6 separate regions of the Mus musculus genome follow, and all the other regions are linked to region 4. The links are chromatin contacts, called in public HiCAR-type and HiChIP or PLAC-seq maps. All regions are on one chromosome and are shown on one strand. The core of a region is the stretch at or near the end of the contact, and the rest is flanking DNA. Distances in the headings are between cores, read along the strand shown. Region 1 has its middle 95 kb from the start of Nckap5. Region 2 holds the start of Nckap5 (NCK-associated protein 5). Region 3 overlaps Mgat5 (mannoside acetylglucosaminyltransferase 5). Region 4 holds the start of Slc35f5 (solute carrier family 35, member F5). Region 5 holds the start of Mgat5 (mannoside acetylglucosaminyltransferase 5). Region 6 overlaps Mgat5 (mannoside acetylglucosaminyltransferase 5).

Region 1 (2,700 bases), core at 197-2,696, 1.4 Mb after region 4:
AAGCCAAGTCCAGGATGCTCCATTGCCTCTCGTTGCCCTTCTGGGCAAGGAACACAAAGACATTGTCTGTGAAAAGAGAGAATTCCAAAGAAGACTACCCCGAGTAAACCTTGAAAATAAGCACAGGGCCAAGGAGAGGCTCGGCCACCAAGCCTGATGCCCCTAGTTCAATCCCAGAGATCCGGTAGCGGAAGGAGAAACCTGATTCCTGCAAGTTGTCCTCTGATCCCATCCCCTGCAGCCACCACAAGCATAAATAAACATATACATGTAGATTGGACACAATTTCAACACATAGGCTATCACCAACAAGCAAGCGAAAACAGAAAAAGAAGAATGATTAAGACATATCTATTGAGGGCTCAGTCATGAGCTCGCTGTAGCTGTGCTGACCTCTGAAGGACTAGGCTGATGAACACTCCATCAGGCACAGTGGGGAGCGCGGGCTCTGTAATAGGCATCCCAACTCCTATTGGCTTCGTCCCCTCCCTGGAAGACTGTGGACAGTGAATGGTCGCTGGGAAGAGTCATTCTCTGCCAGGGTGCTATTGCCTGTGCTCCAGTAAATAACCCTCATCCATGCTATGCACACAGCCCTAACTAAACTTGGTGAGTCCCAAAAATAAATCATTAAAAAGACATCAAATTGGGTTATTGGGAAGGGAAGTTTCAGTGGGGGAGAAAGATGACGGGGTGTCTGGAAGGGGAAGGAAATGACCAAAACCCTTTATATACATACATGAAATTGTCAAAGGATAAAAAGAGACCGAGATTCATTATATTCACGTGTCAAGTGTCCAAATAAAAATTGGAAAATTATTTTTAAAAGAAAAAAAAAGTTCCAAGGTAAAACTAAAGAACTGAGTTCCAGCGTGAAGGAGATGTTACAGTGTGTGCTGATAGGATTCCAGACCAAATACAAGGAAAGACTCATGCAGGTAAGGGTGTGTGCTGCGGTTGTCACAATGATACCGTTTTTCTTTGAGGCAGGGAAAGGGGAATAAGGAGTTTGTAATACGAGCCTTGGAGCCTTGGGACCTAGCAGATTGGTTCCAACTATGACAGAGGAAGGCTCTGTTTGAATGGCTCCCCCCTGCTCTTGTGTAGGCTCTCTTGACATCACTACATCATGCTGGCTGGTCCTGTCAGACATCTGTCTGTAAACAGAGGCTGCCTTTCAGACCTGGTCAGATGAGAATGCTGTGATTCCTATCCATGTCTCTACAGAGCAAAATGAGATCATTGCGTCTGTCCCTGGGAGTGTCACCTCTGTGCTCTGAGGCAGCAATCTGACCTAAGATTCCAGAACCCAAGCCTTTATCTGCCAGTCTTCGCTGGAACTCCCCGGGAATTATGCTGACTTCAGTGTCTATTTTCCTTCTTCTCTATGAGACACTATGGGCGGTGATTCCCCTCCCTACTGGTTAGGAGGCCCTGTGGTCTCTCTGGGCCAACAACCATTCTTGGCTCAGAGACTCCTATTGGCTTTCAGACAATCCTGGCAGACACTGCCCAAGACTTGGCTCAGAGCCTGCCCTACTGTGTTTTGAGAGCAGTACCGGCAACAGGAGGATTCTGAGTGCAGTAGCTAAATGCCGCGGGTTAAGTCACCCGATTTAAGGGGTGAGAGAAACAGTAGAGCTGTTAACTGTACACATCTGTGCCCCACATATGGCTACTCTAAGATCTGGGGCATTCTGGAGTCCTGATGCCTTTCCCTGGGCTCCACGGGGTATTTGAAGCATCCTCAGAAAAGGCTGCCATGGCACAATGGTCCTGAAAGTAAGATGATTGGCTGCTGGCAGAGTTGTCACCATCTTCACCAGACACGGGCTCTGTAATAGGCACCCTGACATGGTGCTGACTTGAGCCTGACCCCTCCTGATAATCTTTCATGAACAGAGTATGAAAAATGTCATCATCCCTCTTTCGTGTGGCTGAGGTTGTACCTACAAATAAGGAATCCAGAAGGCAACTGTGGGCGCTGTTCCTTCCGCATCTTCCATTTAAACAATTAATGAGAGTTTCTCATTGACCTAAAACATGCTAATAGTCTCGCCTGGCTGACCAGTGAGCCCTGAGGATCCACCTGTCTCTCAGCCTTCCAGCAGAGGGACTATGAGAGCTCACTACCATGCCCAGTATTCTAAACATGGCTTCTGGGTGATTGATCTATATTTGCAAGGCAAGCACTTTAATGACTGAGCTTTCCCCCACCCCCATACAACCTTTCTAATACATGAAAGCGTAAGTAGGAGACGAGCCAGGGCTTACTCAAAGTCAACATGAGCACCTCTGAGCTGGGAGCTCACAGGAGCAGGGTTGGAACTCAGAGGGGATACTGGTTCCTTCACTCTCCTACTCTTCAGAGTAAAGGGTTGTTTCTAGAATGCAGGTAAGGATTCCTGAATAAGAAATTAACACACTTGTACCCCACCCCAGGACTGTCCACTCAGCTCTTAATTTTCTCAGAAGGCACTGACCTAAGTGCACCCTCTGACCTACCAACAAAATCCCAGGGAGGTACATAAAGATGAGTGCCGAAAACTGGGATTCAACGTAACTAACGGACCGAAAAATTAGGAAGTCTGATGGTTTAATTTGAAACGGAAGTTACAGTCACAACAAATAATTTTTAATTAAGTAAAATGTCAAGACCCAGTCATCCAAAGAAGATACCAAAAGTATCCTCCATCACAG
Region 2 (2,700 bases), core at 138-2,637, 1.3 Mb after region 4:
AGTCTCTACTTGGCATGGGCTCTGAGCTACTGGCACGTTAGAGATTAATAAAGCACATTTAGCAGCGCTCAGGTCTCTGCAACACAATCCCTCACCGTGAAACGTGCGAGATTCTTTGTTCACGGCGAACAAAGTCAAAGCCAGAATGAGCCAACCATGACAACCAGAGATAGGAAACAGTCAAGATCCTTGAACATCTTTCATCTGGCAACTGGTGGGTAGGAATTGATGCCCAGTGCTCAATTATACATCTGCTTGGTGTTCTCAGCTGTATGAACTGGGCAGGAGCTTGGGACCCCTGAGCTGGGAGCTGACTGAACAGCAGCGCCAAGATATCAGGGCTGTACCTGTTTCCTTGAAGCCCAAGAAAAGCTTGAACTGAAAGCCCGTGAAGGAACAACTCCAGAAGCAGAAAAAAGAATCAAGATTTACCAAGACATTTCCAAACATTTTGGCTTTTCTTTAGGAAAGCAAAATGCTTAGGTTTGTTTGGATATTAGCGAGGGAGGGAGGGAGGGAGGGAGGGAGGGAGGGAGGGAGGGAGGGAGGGAGGGAGGGAGGGGGAGAGAGAGAGAGAGAGAGAGAGAGAGAGAGAGAGAGAGAGAGAGAGAGAGAGAGAGAGAGAGAGAGAGAGAGAACCAAGTAAACTTTGCTCGATTGTACAGGTGTGGCGCTGGTACCACAGGAAGGAGACAACAGCGACAAGAAATGGGAACTAAAACTCAAACAGGCATTAGACAGCAATTACAGGTTCCGAGGAGGAAGCAATTCACTGTGAAACCCCACACACCTGGATTCTCGCAAAGCAAGCACCGGAAGAAAATAGCAGGGAGCCACACGCGCAAAGGCACCATGGTGAGTGCCAACGCAGCCTGCACGTGCTGAGCGATGCCTGGATGTATTTACACTGAGTGGCTCCTCCTCGGAGTCCTCCAGAAAAATCACGCAGACCTGCAAATCAGAAGTCCAGACCACTGCACTGCTCCTGCTGAGCACAGTAACCTTAATTCTCCACATCAAAGTCCACACGCAGTGGGACAAAAAGCGAAGCAAAGAAAAGTTCTATCCTTACCTAAAAGGCATAGCAGACAGGCCAGCTGGTTGCTCCGCCACCGTTAGCCTGCTCCGGGGTTCTGTCTCATTCCATCCAAAGTCCTAGTGCTACCCAGGAGGGCTCCTGGGGGGTTCTCGGATCTTCCTGTAGGAGTTTTTGATCACTGGCTTGCTTAACAAACACGCCTGTGTTCTGCGGGCGTTTGAATGCAGTACCACACCGGGCACCGAGCCAACACTCAGCTTCCACAGGCAACAAGAGAGAGGAAAAACTCACACCCTCCCAAGCAGGCTTCCCTCCTTGGTGTCTTTTAAGGTGGGGATCCAGGTGTCATCTCTGGTTGGAGGGTAGCGTGAGAGGTAGCTAGCTCCCTTTTCTGACTTCTCCGCTGCCTCGTGGGAGCCCCAAAGTTTGTTTTTCTATCTCACTGCCCCGAAGTTCTCCTCGTGATCGGGATCGCCCGGCTTGCCTTTCCACCAGCTGCACTTTAAATGTATTTTAATTGGCTGGAATGTCGAAAGAATCTATTTGGCAGTCGTTTACATGGGACGCACGCCCAGGGCAGCTGAAAAGAGGCCCCAGAAGCGGACGATTACTTCATCAAAAGCGGCAGTTTGAATAGCACTGACTCCTACTGAACTACAAGGAACGGAGTTCTATAGCCAAGATGGAATAATTAATAATTTGTGGAGAAAATTCTTCATTCATCTAAAAAAAGCCAAAACGAAGGGGGCGGGAATCCCTGCAGGTAGGGGAGTACTTTCTGAAAGGGGTGACTTATTACGGCCCCTGTTCTGCTCTCTACAAACATTGATTTTGTACAGCCTTACAGGAGGGACATATGCATAATTTGGTTTTCCTGAAAAGCTAAATCAAGTAATTTTCACTTTCAAAGAGCCCCTGAGATGCATAGCACTTTTCCACCCTCATTCATTAGCCAGAACCCACACTAGATATTTTCCCGAGTGAAAGACAGTTATTCAAGTTCTTTCTTTCTTGGTGACCTCTCAGCTAGATCCAGCTTCAAATAAATTCTCCGTGAATCCAAATAGATAATCATCAGCGCACAGTGTTTATAAGCCTGATTAGAATTTAAAATATTACAAGTGAAGAAGAGTCTAGGAGATCGCTTGGATGGGTCAGACCATTTGCTAGGCAAGCAATAGGACCTGGGTTCAAATCCTTAGAAGACACATAAAAAGCCGTGTGTGGTTCTGTACACCTCTAATCTCAGTAGGAGGGTAGCTGGGGCTTGCTGGCTGCCCCATGTCACGAGATGAAAGCAGAAAGAGGTACAGGAGAGCTCCCAGCTTCCTTCTCTGGCCTCTGCATATATATATGCATATATATATGGGCATGCATATACTCACACAAGTGCGAGTGTGAACTCTCTCTCACATATACATACAAAAAATGTTACTCAAAAAAATGATAGCTTAGGCAGATTATGACATTAAACAGTAGATAACAAACACTTATGCATAAATGTCTCAAAAAATAGAATAACAAAGCAAACCATAAGTCAGATAAAACAAGAGATAAATGGAAGAGCCTTCACATTTTTTCTAGACTGCTGATTTTCCAGGAGGCTGATTTATTGGTATATCTCAAGTGGGCTTACAGATTAAAAAATCCCAGGCTTTCTG
Region 3 (2,700 bases), core at 97-2,596, 1.9 Mb after region 4:
GATACAGTGATCTAGTGTCTAATTCACTAGTAGCTCTTGTAACATAAAGAAGGAGGGAGGGAGGGAGGGAGGGAGGGAGGGAGGGAGGGAGGGAGGGAGGGAGGGAGGGAGGGAGGGAGGGAGGGAGGGCAGGCTGGGGACTATAAGGTCAGAGCTTAGTGTAAGCTTAAGACTTAGTGTGTGAGAAGTAAAGGCTAAGGAAGGTTCATTGTCTGAAATTCCTCTCTAATTGGCTTCATTCACCAGAGCCCCCCACAAGCATCTGTAGAACCCTAGATCAAGATTACACAGCAGTTACAAGAAGAGGTCTTTAGGCTTGGGGAAATTGCTCATTCTAAAAAGTGTTTGTGCAGATTGGAGGACCCAGGCTCCATCCCCAGACCTGCATAGAAAGCCCACTCAGAAGCCTTCTCCACTCTAGTCCTCGTGCCCTGATGGAAAGATGGGACTCCCACAAGACTTGCAGTCAGCCCCAGCCTGCTTTACTCAATAGAGACCCTGTCTCAAGCCAGGGCTGATCCCGGGGCTTCCGTGAACACACTGTGTCACACGCGTACCCATACTCATACACACGCAAGCTTTAAGTAGAGGGTTAGAGACAGAACAGGATGTGTTTCCAAGTCCTATCACCAGCTTGCGTTCAGTACAACTCAGGGTCTTCTGACTTCCTTGAGACAATGGTTTGTAGACTAGGCCTGCCATAGGGGCATGGTTAAGTAGGGGCTGTTGCTAAGGTGCCTGGGCTCCTCATGCAGACTGGGCTGGCTGTCAATTACCCCTCTCTGTCTAAATCCTTGCGGTTGTGTGTAGCTGCCCACCCCCTTCACCAGCCCCTCCGGCCTTGCTCTCCCACTCTCTCTCTCCTGCACTTTCCCATCCCCTGCTCAAGTCATCTTTTCTTTGGCTCCTCTCAGCTCTGCCCTGTGCATTGAGGCTTTGCTGTAATGAATTAGCACTGGTCTGGTACTGCAGTTGTGAAATATTATACCCAGGGCCTTTCAGAATTGCATATATCTGTTCTGAATATTCTGTTATCTTTTCGGGACTTGTTCTTACTCCCTCTCTAGAATCAAGTAGTCCCTTCCAGTTTGAGTCTTTCAAGAATAAAATAAGAGAGAGTATTGCTGTGGCTGTGACCCAAAAGATGGATGAATCACGGCTTAGCCACATACCCAGAGCTGGCAGTGTAAGTTCCTAGTCCTGGTGAGGAGACATCTGTAACTTTTCTAGAACTTCCCATCGCCAGCTGGATCAGGGATGCAAAGACTGTTTCCTGTATACACACACACACACTGAGGAGGTGGGGGCAGTGAGACGATGAGTCAGAGAGGCAGGGACAGCCTGCCAGCCTCACTATAAGGAAGTGGTGCCCATCCTAATGGAGTCAGGACTCCTGCCCTGAGGCCACATGGACTGGGCTGTGGACTTTTTGAAAACAAGGCTCTAATTGGTCAACCCCCCCCATCACCATCCCCAGTACCCAGCCAAACCCAGGCCAGGGGAAATACACGGTGAGTATCTCCAGAGAATAAAATTTGAATATTCAAATAGAACTGGGCCGAGGGGTGGGCGGAGCATGAGAGGCATGCCAGCCCTTTCTGTAAACACTCAAGGCTTTTTCACCCAAAGGTTCAGAAAGAGCAGGCAGCTTACATACTAGAGTTGTGCTCTTATGGAGAAGAGACAAAGGCTTTGACTGTCTTCTTGCCCTGTGTCTGAGGGGAAGGCATTTTCAAGGCAGTTTTGTCATGTATGAAAAAAAAAAAAGACATTTATGGTATGTAAGTCATAGGACTATAAGAATAATAAAGTCAAGAAGTGTTTGCTGTAGTATATAGTGTTTCTACTCAGGTTCTCAGGAATATTTTCTGTAAGCTTTTTTTCCCCTCAGGCAAGAACAGTGTCTATATAGTTTCTGCTCTGTTACTATCACAGAAACCCAGTCCTGGCCTGGGTAATCTGGAAAGGAAGAAGGTTTATTTTACTCACAGTTCTGGAGAGTCCAGAGTTTTTGCTCAGCTCAGGTGAGATGGCAGGTGACCTCCTAAGAGCAACAGAACAGTCGAGGTAGTGAGACAACTCATGATGAGACAGGAAGCTAGGAAGACCCCGTCAGTCATTCCCCCCTCTCCCCCCTCCCCCCCTTGCTTGCTCTCGTGAGACCCACAGAAACCTCTCTCTAAGCTACCCTCCCTGGAGTCATAGCTACCTACCATGCTCTGTCCCTGGACATGGCTGCCTCCCTTGCTCTACCTCTGGAAGCTTCCACACCTCTCAGAGGCTAAGATTCTGTGTTAACCTTCCAAACCACAGCAGCCTCCAGACTAGAGATGTTTGTCATTAGAGAAGGGATTGCAAGATCATTTCCTGACCAGTACATCCCACGTCTGCCCCTAACCCACGAACTTCTTTGAATTTCACCTGCTGAACAGATACAAGGAGACCTCACAAGTCTGAATACTGTAAACTAGAAGCATGCACACTGCATTTTCTTGCTGCAGATAGTCTTCAGTAGCTGGTAACTATGACTATTGCTATTGTTTATATCTGAAATAGCCACAGGGGCCCCTGTATGAAAGACTAAGTTGCCAACCTGTGGTGCTATGTGTGATGATGCCTTTGAAGGTACTATTGAGGATTCTGAGCTGGAAGGTTGCAGATAACTGAAGAATCTTCTGGGTGGGTGGGGTACCTCACTTT
Region 4 (2,700 bases), core at 5-2,504:
TAAGACTTTGTAGACAAAGTTAAAAGAGAAGGATGAAACACAGTGACTACATGAGAAAAAAATATTTCCTTGCCTCATTTGATAAAAATGCTAACAATGCAATTGTGGCTACAGAAGCCTTAAGTCTCGTGTTAATCTAAATATAAATCAGGATCCTGGCCAATTTTTCAATTTTATGGGAGCTTCAATACCCATAAAACAAAAACCCATGGTTAGCATCTGTGGAGGTCTTATGTGTCACAGGCTGAACTGATTTGTTTGAGAATGTATGTATACTGGGTGTAAACATACAGCCGAGGCACTCACATGGTTTTATGGCTTTGTTTTTGTTTTTTTCTTCCCATAAAAAAAGTGAGGGCCAGGGAGATGAATAACCTGGTCTACAACTTCTAACTGCAAGAATGAAGCTCTAGTTTACGGACAAAAACGATCTAGGAATCCAACGGGGCGCCAAGCTACACTGCCTGATTTTAGAAAGGGCTACTGGAAAATGCTTGCTTAAACACTGGAAGAAATGGTGCAGTCAGCTTTCGCTTCAGGGCGGGGCAGTGGGGAAGTCTGGCAGCCTTGCCAGGGCTGGGTTCTCCCTCTTCTAGACATCCCCGCCCTCTCCGCTCTGTTCTCTTCCCTTCTCTGTTCCTTCGCGCCACTGTCACGACTCCAAGCCACAAGCCTGTTCAAGGCTGGCGTCCACACTACGGCAACAAGAACCAGGAAACGTGCCCTCCCCCGGTCCGAAGTCGCGTCCGGCGTGACGTAACCTGCGCGCCCGCAGTCTTTGGGCTAGGGGGCGGGGCCGCTGAAGCTGACTGGACAGGGGCGGGGACTGCCGGGCTGTCTGGGGGGCGGGGCTCTGGGCAGACCACCCAGGCCTAGGGTATGGATTGTCAACTGGGGGAGGAGGCAGAATGGACGCCGGGTGGACGAACTGAGAGCTGAGCTTGACCGGTTGACTCACTGAGTGATGGGGAGGATGTCACCTAGTTGGTGGACAAGCTGGGGGCCTAGAGTCTCCAGGATGGGGTCCAGGGTACCCGGAGCGGTTCCTGTCTACCGGGATGCGCTGCCAGGTTCGCTACCCAGGGGCGGAGCTTGACTGGGATCTCGCCTAGCTAATTGCTCAAAGGGCAGCTCTAGGTGGTCAATAGGTCGGGGGTGGAGTCTGACTGGCTGACGGGCAGGAGGCGGGGCCTGCCGGTTGGCCAGCCGTGGGATGGGCTTGTTTGGCCAGCAGTGGGCGTGGCCTGGCTGGCTGACCGGCCGGGGGCGGGGCCTGGGCCGCGGCCGCAATCCGGGCCTCCAGGACTCTCGCTGCCAGCGCCGTCCGGTGGCCTGGGTCACTCCCCTCCGTCGGGGCCGAGTGCTGTGACAGCCGCGGCCTTGAGCCGAGGGGCAGCGCAGCTTCTTAAGTTGGGCTTGCTGTGGGGCACGATGCTGGGGTCTGTGCGTGCGGTGTGAGGCGGCGGCTCTGGGCGGCGGGCCGAGCCGGGGCCGCTCATGGTGCCGCCACGACTCCATCGAGGGGCAGGAAGGCCAGGTAGGCGGTGGGCCGGCGTCCGCGGCCAGGGAGGACGGGTCAGAGTTCTCACGCCCCTCACGAGGCAAGAGGCTGGGTTTTCCTCATGTCTTTCCCTCGCCAAGGGGCGGCTTCCCTGTGCCAGCTGTTTTCTGTCGTGACTGGGCGGGTGGGGAGCGAGGATGATCCTGGTTCTCACGTGAGGGGAGTGGACCCTCGCACATCACTTCCTGTCAGCGAGCTGAATCCCCTGGAGATGGGGGGGTAAGGACACGCGTGTCTAGACTGCCAGGGGCGGATGTCCTGAAGGGAGAATCTAGAGAGTTCTGTTTATGAGACTTCGAGGATCCGTTTACAGCACTCTTCAATGTGCCATATGTGGAATCTTCTTCTCTCTCTCTCGTTTTTTTTACCCGCCTGGTACCCAGGACCTCTTTGAGTATAACCTTTTATTTTTGGGGGGCTGGGAGGTGTCAGGTCGGGGACAGGTCTTAGGTATCCGAGACTGGTCTCAAAAATCACTTTGTAGCCAAGGGTAACCTTGAACTTCTGTCTTCTGCCTTACAGGCATGCACCAGCACACCAGGCTTATGGCCTGGTTCCGCACTCTACTAGCTGAGCGACACCGCTAGCATGGGATTTCTTGTTTGTATTTGTTTTGCTGTTGTTATTATTTTGTGACACAGTCTCATATGGCCCATGCTGGCCTTGAACTCAGTATGTATTCTGACTGACTTTGATCTTCTGATTCTCTGGTTTCCCCTCCCCCCACACCCCACACTTTCCAAGTGCTAGGATTATAGACACGTGCCACTGTGCCCAGTTTGGGAAGTGTTTGGGATGCAACCCAAGAACTCATGCATGCTAGGCAAGCATTGCACTACTAAGCTACATGTCCCCAGGGTGGCTTCTGTTGCATACATTTTGATAGTCCTTGAAGGTGAAGAGTGGAAAAGATGTGATTTTACACTTGAACTTTCCCTAAGCGTTATTTCTGTGGTGCTGTTTTAGGTGGGCTGAGTTCTTTACCTCCATTTGGACTGGGCTCTGCCCGCTTTGCAGGCATTGCATTTGAGGATCTCAGAGAAGCCCTTGCAACAAGGTAAATTCTCATGTTATCAGTAAAAAGCAGAGACTACTAGCAAATGTCTCTTGTTTCCTTGGGCTGGATTTCTAATTTTTAT
Region 5 (2,700 bases), core at 183-2,682, 1.6 Mb after region 4:
GACACCTGGAAGCTCTTCTGATCCAGAAGTAGCCCAGCCTCTTCCTCCAGGTGGATGTTAAAGAAGGGCTGATTTCATTTGTGTACATTCCCAGGGTGCTCCAAGCAGGAGACAACACCACAGGTGTGTTCTATGAAGGACCTGGGTGTCAAGAGCTCTTACTCACTGGCTGTGTAGCCGAGAGGGCTACTTCACAAAACGCAGAAGAGGAACTAAATTGTTTCTAGTGTTAAAAAAAAAAATCCAAAATTCTATAATCCCCAGGTTTAAAATAATTCTGCCGGGGATGTGGAGGGGGGCAAGTTAGGGTGAAATTAGCCTAAGAACGGAGCTGTGAAACAAGGTTGAAGAAATTCTGCAGGATAAACCCTTCTACTGTAACTGGATATAGCGATGGCTCACAGGAGCAGAACTTCCTGTCATTTACACCCCGGGTAATCCATCAGTCCACCCTCCTTCCATTCCAGACAACACTTAACCAGGATCTATAATGCTCCGTGATGTAAATGCACGGCCAGCTCCCTGGAGGGTGGCCGATTGAATATTGCTTGCTAGTCAGTGTTTCATTGTGGTGCCCTCAGGGCAGGAGATGTGTTTTATTTCTGTTTGAATTTACAAGAGTACGGTGTTAAGCTGTCCAGGCTGCTCATAAAACGCAGACTGAGCAGAGAAAAAGAAGCACATTAGAAAAATTGTGTGCCTACTGTGTACCAGTCACTGCCAAACCCTTTACAAATATTTCATTACATTTTCACAATAATGTCATGGAGCAGCCGTTATTGCCCTCATTAATAGAGCCGCTAAGAGGATCCGGATAAATGACTTGCTCAGGGTCACCAAAGCCAAGGGTGTGATGCTTGTAATTCCTGTACTCAGGAGATGGAGGCAAGAAGATCCAGAGTTCGAGGGTATGCTCTGTTAAAAGCAAGTTCATCGAGGCCAGTCTGGGTTAGGTAAGACTGCACCACCCCCCCCCCCCCCCATCACAAAATAAACAAATACAAATCTGTTCAGTTAAAAAAAAAAAGACACGGGACAGAAATTCCTACTGTTTTTGCCAATCTACTCTATAAAGTATAAAAATGGAGCTCAGGGCGTTTGTTAAAAGTTGGCAAGACCCCCTAAACAGTTGAGCCCGCCATCTCCTCCCCACTGGTTTCACTCCTGAAAGGTCCCTGTCCTGAGGAGGCCCAGAGACCATCACTCTGGAGAATGCACTGTATGTAACAGTAATTGTACCCTGCCCCTGACCTTGCTAGAGTATTATTTACTCAGCTCCCTCGGTCTAGCTCTCTGCCTGTTTCTCCTTGGGCTGCGGAATGGAGCGGCTTCAAGTCCTCCTGTACAGGGTCTAGAGTTTGCAGACGATCCCCGAGAAGCCGAGGCGTTCCGAATTGGCTGAGCGCTCTGCCGGGGTGGGCGGGGAATTTGCGGAACGTCCGTGGCCCGGAATCCCTTTGCCTTGGAGAGCGGCGCGAGCCTAGAAGCTGAGAGAAGTTGGGTAGGTCGATCCGGGAAGGGTAGCAGAAACCTCGAAAAGATCTCCTAACCATTCTGTCCTGATCGTTTGGACTCAGGAGGAACGTCCCTGCTTGCGTCTAGGGGCGGAAGGTGGACGCGCTGCGCACGGCCCCGACAGGGCTGGTAGTTTTCAGACCGTCCCTGCCGAGGCCCGCTCGCCCGGCAGCCCTGCGGCTCCCGCGGTGGCGGCGGCGGCCCCAGGCTCGATCTAGCCCAGGTAGCCGCATCTCAGTCTCAGGGGGCGCTCTGACCCCGCTCCTGGCTGTGCCTGGGACCTCTGTTCCTGGAGCAAGGCTGCTGGAGAGTGAACCCGACTGCTACTGATGGTGCTTCTGCTGCTCCCCTACTAGCAGGTAAGAGCTGCTGCAGGGTCGAGCGATCGATTCAGAAGCTCGCCATCCCCCTTCGGGGAGATGCACGGACTGTGGATCGCGGGGGGACGCGTGGGGGATGTTAGGGGAGATGAGGCAGCCCTTATCCGGCCCAACGCTGACACCGGGGGCTGCGTGGGTGGATGTTCTGGCCGTGTTTGATTTGGGACGGGGGTGGGAACCCCAGAGTACAACCGAGGGACCCGCTTGGAGGGTCCACCACCTGCTCAGAGGCATCCCCTCTCATGGGACCCCGAAGATCTTCTCTAGCCTCTGAGGCTTTTAGGCTTCCAAGGAACTGTCCAGAAGGGGCTCGGGTGGCGTGGGCTGGAGGCGAGAAGCTGAGATTGGCATTTTGGACGCTGGGACCGCGATGAAACCAGAAACCAGGATGCCAGCGTGGGCCGGGCTAGGGTCCTGGGGATCCGAGAGCTCAGCGTGAGATGTGCCTTGAGCCAGTTGGAAGGAAGAATGAAGAGTGGGACCCCAGGTCCCTGGGGAGAAGGGATATAAAGATCCAAAGCTCCAGGCTGAAAGGTCAAGAAGACCCTTCGTAACCTAGAGAGCCTTAGGGACAGCCCGCCCCGGCCGCGATCCTGCCGGCGTGCACCCACGACTGGGAGATGGCAGAGGCTGCGGGATGTAAGGGCGACACCCGCGTACACACTCCCCCAGAGCATGCTCAGTGCGGTCCTGGGAACTTCCTGCCGAGTCGCCAGGCCAGCCTCTTTGGTCCCCTTTGGGGCCGCAGCTCGCTAAATTGGGGGTAGGGGGTGTGCGAGTGGGGAATCTCTGTACCCTCTTGTTC
Region 6 (2,700 bases), core at 59-2,558, 1.8 Mb after region 4:
ATGATGTCACACCCGGGATGTTCATGTGGTTTCTAGGGATCAAACTCAGGTGCCACATGCTTTCGTGACAGGCACTTTACCAGCTAAACTATCTCCTCAGTCCCGGAATTTTCATTTAACATTTTTTATCTCATTTTCTAAATTTTGGTATAAAAACATCAACTTTGGAATTTTGTTTGCCTCAGAAACTGCTAAGTGGAAGTACTCAGCATATGATGTGCCTGTTTCTGGGGACAGAATTACGTGTACACACACACACACACACACACACACATACACACACACACGAATTAGTTACTTTTCTCCTTCCTGTGACCAAGATACTTGACAAGCAGCAACATAAGGATGGAAGAACTTATTTTGTTTACAGTTTGAGGATGCTGCTTATCATGGCAGGAGAGACATGATATCAGGAGACAACCGTTCACAGTGCATCTGCGGTCAGGAAGCAGAGAAATGGATGCTGGTACTCAACTCACTGTCTCCTTTTTATTTAGTCGAGAAGCCCAGACCATAGGATTGTTCTGCCCACATTCAGGGTGGGACTTCCTTCCTCAGTTAAACCTCTGTGGAAACACCCACATAGATACAACCAGAGGCATGTCTCCATGCTGATTCTAAATCCAGCCAGGCTAACCAGTAAGGACTAACCACCATAGTGACCTACAGTAACCTTTATCTGCACTGTGTGCCACTGCTGGTCAAGGACTCTTGTGGGGATTTAGGCTGCAGGCTGTGGTTTTATAAGAGGCAGATCCAAGAAATATACTTCTGGATGCCCCAGATGTTCACTGACATTTTGAGGCTGTTTATTAGTTCACAGATCCTGGAAATGAACAGGGAAAGAGCCAAAAATATCTAGCATCTGTGGTTAAAGTTCCCATGAGTTGGCTATTGCTGGATTATGTTAGAAGTGTCTGCTATAGTTGGCAGTGGAGTTGGGAGTGTGGTAGCCCAACCAGCTACATGGCTCTCTCAACTCAGGCAGAGGAAATGTGATATTTTGGAATCCTGATATAGGCCACAGCTAAGAAGTAGAGATAGGAAATAAGTTATAATTGGAAAAGTCTTGATGGTGTTGACAGTGTATCCCTGTCATCAGCTCTCCTCTTTAGTCCTGCTTGTCTCTGTTGTAATGTTAATAGGTACTTTTATTACCACTCTACTAAAGATTCATTCCATCTTGATTTATTATCTAGACTTTCCCAGGGGATTGCAAAGAACAACGGCACAGGCTGCCTCCTGGCTTGTTGCCTCTTGGCGTGAGCCAACCAGAAAGAGAACTGTTCAGGGTTTCACTTGAAGCCATCAACGGTTCTGTTTGGGCAGCCCCAGATACCCAACAACAGTTGTTTCAGGAAGCTCAGACAGTGCCAAGTTTAAGACTCTGTTTTGGTTCAGCTGCTTAATCTTAGCCCAACAAGTACTCCCCTGTCTTGATGTTAATTTCGCTTCAGGGTGGGATGGATGGCTTGCATAGTTTCACAGCATAGTTTCCAAGCTCGAAAGTCTTTGATGAGTTGAACTGGGAACCAAAACCAGCTACGGCTTTTATGTGGGAGGTGGAACCAGAGAGGTGAGAGTCTTCAGAGAGCAGAGTTTTATCTCCTAACATTGACTGCCCCCACACAGACAGAGCATGTTGGTTCTGACCAGAATTTTATCTCTTGTGAGAGGTACATTGCCCGGTTGGCCACTGAGGCCAAGAGGTAGGGTGGAGAGGGGAGGGTGGGACCAGAAAAAAATCATTACATTGCACCACGCTGGGGAGCCATTTCGGTTGCTGTTTCTAGGTGGCTATATTTCAGAGACCTGAGGATGGCCTCCTGATAAAAGGGCACAGAATTTAGAAAGGTACTATGAATAAAATATATTTCGGAATTAGGAGACAAATCCTGGAATCGTGGACACCAAATAAGCACTAAGTATCAATGACTTGGTTTGGTGTTGAGGGAGTGGCTGCCTGGCTCACTTGGTTAGTCCTTGTGTGTTTCCTGTTCTTAATGTCTTAGGCTCCCATTTTTATTGGTAGAAGGTTAAGTACTGGTCTTTTTCCCCCCTCCTAGTAGTTTATGACTAAAGCTTAAGGTTTCATTTCTCCCCCTTCTCTTTGTCTCTGCTGTGCTCTTCCGTTACACTCTAGGAAGTTCCTTCTTTTTGTCACCTGGAAGAAAAATCGCTTTCTTTATTCATCCAGAGTACAGGAGAGTGGAAATTGAGTTCTATGACAGATCTTAGTCTGCAGATGCTAATCTGTTCTATTTAACTTTACCTTCTCTGTCGTCTGTTTGTTATTTTTCTTCACTTTCTTTTTCTATCTATTTTAGATTTCATATTTGATTAGAATGAGGAAAAAAATATTCCCACAGTAATAGAAGCCAGTCAAGGCAAGTTAGATAATAATTATGATTGTAGGCTTTATAATCAGTATTGTTCCTTCTGTAGTCTTAGTGTTTGGAGGCAGGACTTTAAAATATCGTGGAAGGAAAAGCTTGGAAAATCCTCAGGAAAAAATAAAAACTAACGACTGGCAAGATGACTCAGCAGGCAAAGGTATTGGCTGTCAAGCCTAATGACCTGAATTCGATCCCTGGGATCTACATGATGGAAGGAGAGAACCAACTCTCACAACTTGTCCCCTGACCTCTCTACACACTCCCTGTGTTGTGCACATACACACACACACATCAGAAGCAATAT

What was found. HiCAR-type assays count read pairs that join an accessible place to other places. HiChIP or PLAC-seq counts read pairs in DNA pulled down with a chosen protein or histone mark.
Region 1: a contact with region 4 is called in an H3K4me3 HiChIP or PLAC-seq map of stem cell-derived neural progenitor cells, with 5 times the contacts expected there. The contact joins the enhancer-like site here to the promoter of Slc35f5 in region 4. A contact is called at or near these places in 10 of 39 promoter capture datasets (the 3T3-L1 cell line, 3T3-L1-derived adipocytes, cranial neural crest and 5 more), 9 of 115 datasets of contacts at active chromatin or transcription factors (cardiomyocytes, embryonic forebrain, embryonic hindbrain and 5 more) and 1 of 9 other capture datasets (embryonic stem cells).
Region 2: a HiCAR-type map of astrocytes shows a contact between it and region 4, with 4 times the contacts expected there. The contact joins the promoter of Nckap5 here to the promoter of Slc35f5 in region 4. A contact is called at or near these places in 2 of 39 promoter capture datasets (the 3T3-L1 cell line and hippocampal neurons) and 4 of 115 datasets of contacts at active chromatin or transcription factors (astrocytes, cardiomyocytes, embryonic forebrain and 1 more).
Region 3: a HiCAR-type map of astrocytes shows a contact between it and region 4, with 4 times the contacts expected there. The contact joins the enhancer-like site here to the promoter of Slc35f5 in region 4. A contact is called at or near these places in 5 of 39 promoter capture datasets (the 3T3-L1 cell line, hippocampal neurons, liver and 1 more) and 2 of 115 datasets of contacts at active chromatin or transcription factors (astrocytes and cardiomyocytes).
Region 5: a HiCAR-type map of astrocytes shows a contact between it and region 4, with 5 times the contacts expected there. The contact joins the promoter of Mgat5 here to the promoter of Slc35f5 in region 4. A contact is called at or near these places in 4 of 39 promoter capture datasets (cranial neural crest, liver, maxillary cranial neural crest and 1 more), 1 of 484 Hi-C or Micro-C datasets (nephron progenitors), 3 of 115 datasets of contacts at active chromatin or transcription factors (astrocytes, embryonic forebrain and extraembryonic endoderm stem cells) and 1 of 9 other capture datasets (liver).
Region 6: a contact with region 4 is called in a HiCAR-type map of astrocytes, with 4 times the contacts expected there. The contact joins the enhancer-like site here to the promoter of Slc35f5 in region 4. A contact is called at or near these places in 2 of 39 promoter capture datasets (hippocampal neurons and pre-B cells) and 3 of 115 datasets of contacts at active chromatin or transcription factors (astrocytes, cardiomyocytes and extraembryonic endoderm stem cells).

What each region holds. Positions count from the first base shown.
Region 1 is chr1:126,924,210-126,926,909 of GRCm38.p6, forward strand. No RefSeq gene overlaps it. Among named protein-coding and RNA genes, the nearest start is that of Nckap5, 95 kb to the left of the region's middle. Within about 2 kb of position 1,447, at least 61 of the 459 cell types and tissues checked have an H3K27ac peak or open chromatin away from gene starts, as enhancers often do. A contact at or near this core is called in neural progenitor cells and stem cell-derived neural progenitor cells, where this site is marked.
Region 2 is chr1:126,829,245-126,831,944 of GRCm38.p6, forward strand. It overlaps Nckap5 (NCK-associated protein 5), which reads right to left and starts at 1,388. Exons shown (of 17, transcript NM_001081756.1): 1 at 1,073-1,388.
Region 3 is chr1:127,423,880-127,426,579 of GRCm38.p6, forward strand. The region is part of intron 12 of Mgat5 (mannoside acetylglucosaminyltransferase 5); the gene reads left to right. Gm51746 (a long non-coding RNA gene) reads right to left here. Exons shown (of 6, transcript XR_003948718.1): 3 at 1,990-2,044. Among named protein-coding and RNA genes, the nearest start is that of Gm51746, 12 kb to the right of the region's middle. Within about 2 kb of position 1,347, at least 137 of the 459 cell types and tissues checked have an H3K27ac peak or open chromatin away from gene starts, as enhancers often do. A contact at or near this core is called in astrocytes, where this site is marked.
Region 4 is chr1:125,559,748-125,562,447 of GRCm38.p6, forward strand. It overlaps Slc35f5 (solute carrier family 35, member F5), which reads left to right and starts at 1,255. Exons shown (of 16, transcript NM_028787.5): 1 at 1,255-1,537; 2 at 2,528-2,618. The coding sequence starts at 1,498.
Region 5 is chr1:127,203,554-127,206,253 of GRCm38.p6, forward strand. It overlaps Mgat5 (mannoside acetylglucosaminyltransferase 5), which reads left to right and starts at 1,433. Exons shown (of 18, transcript NM_145128.3): 1 at 1,433-1,874.
Region 6 is chr1:127,347,478-127,350,177 of GRCm38.p6, forward strand. All of the region lies in intron 4 of Mgat5 (mannoside acetylglucosaminyltransferase 5), which reads left to right. Among named protein-coding and RNA genes, the nearest start is that of Gm23734, 26 kb to the right of the region's middle. Within about 2 kb of position 1,309, at least 70 of the 459 cell types and tissues checked have an H3K27ac peak or open chromatin away from gene starts, as enhancers often do. A contact at or near this core is called in astrocytes, where this site is marked.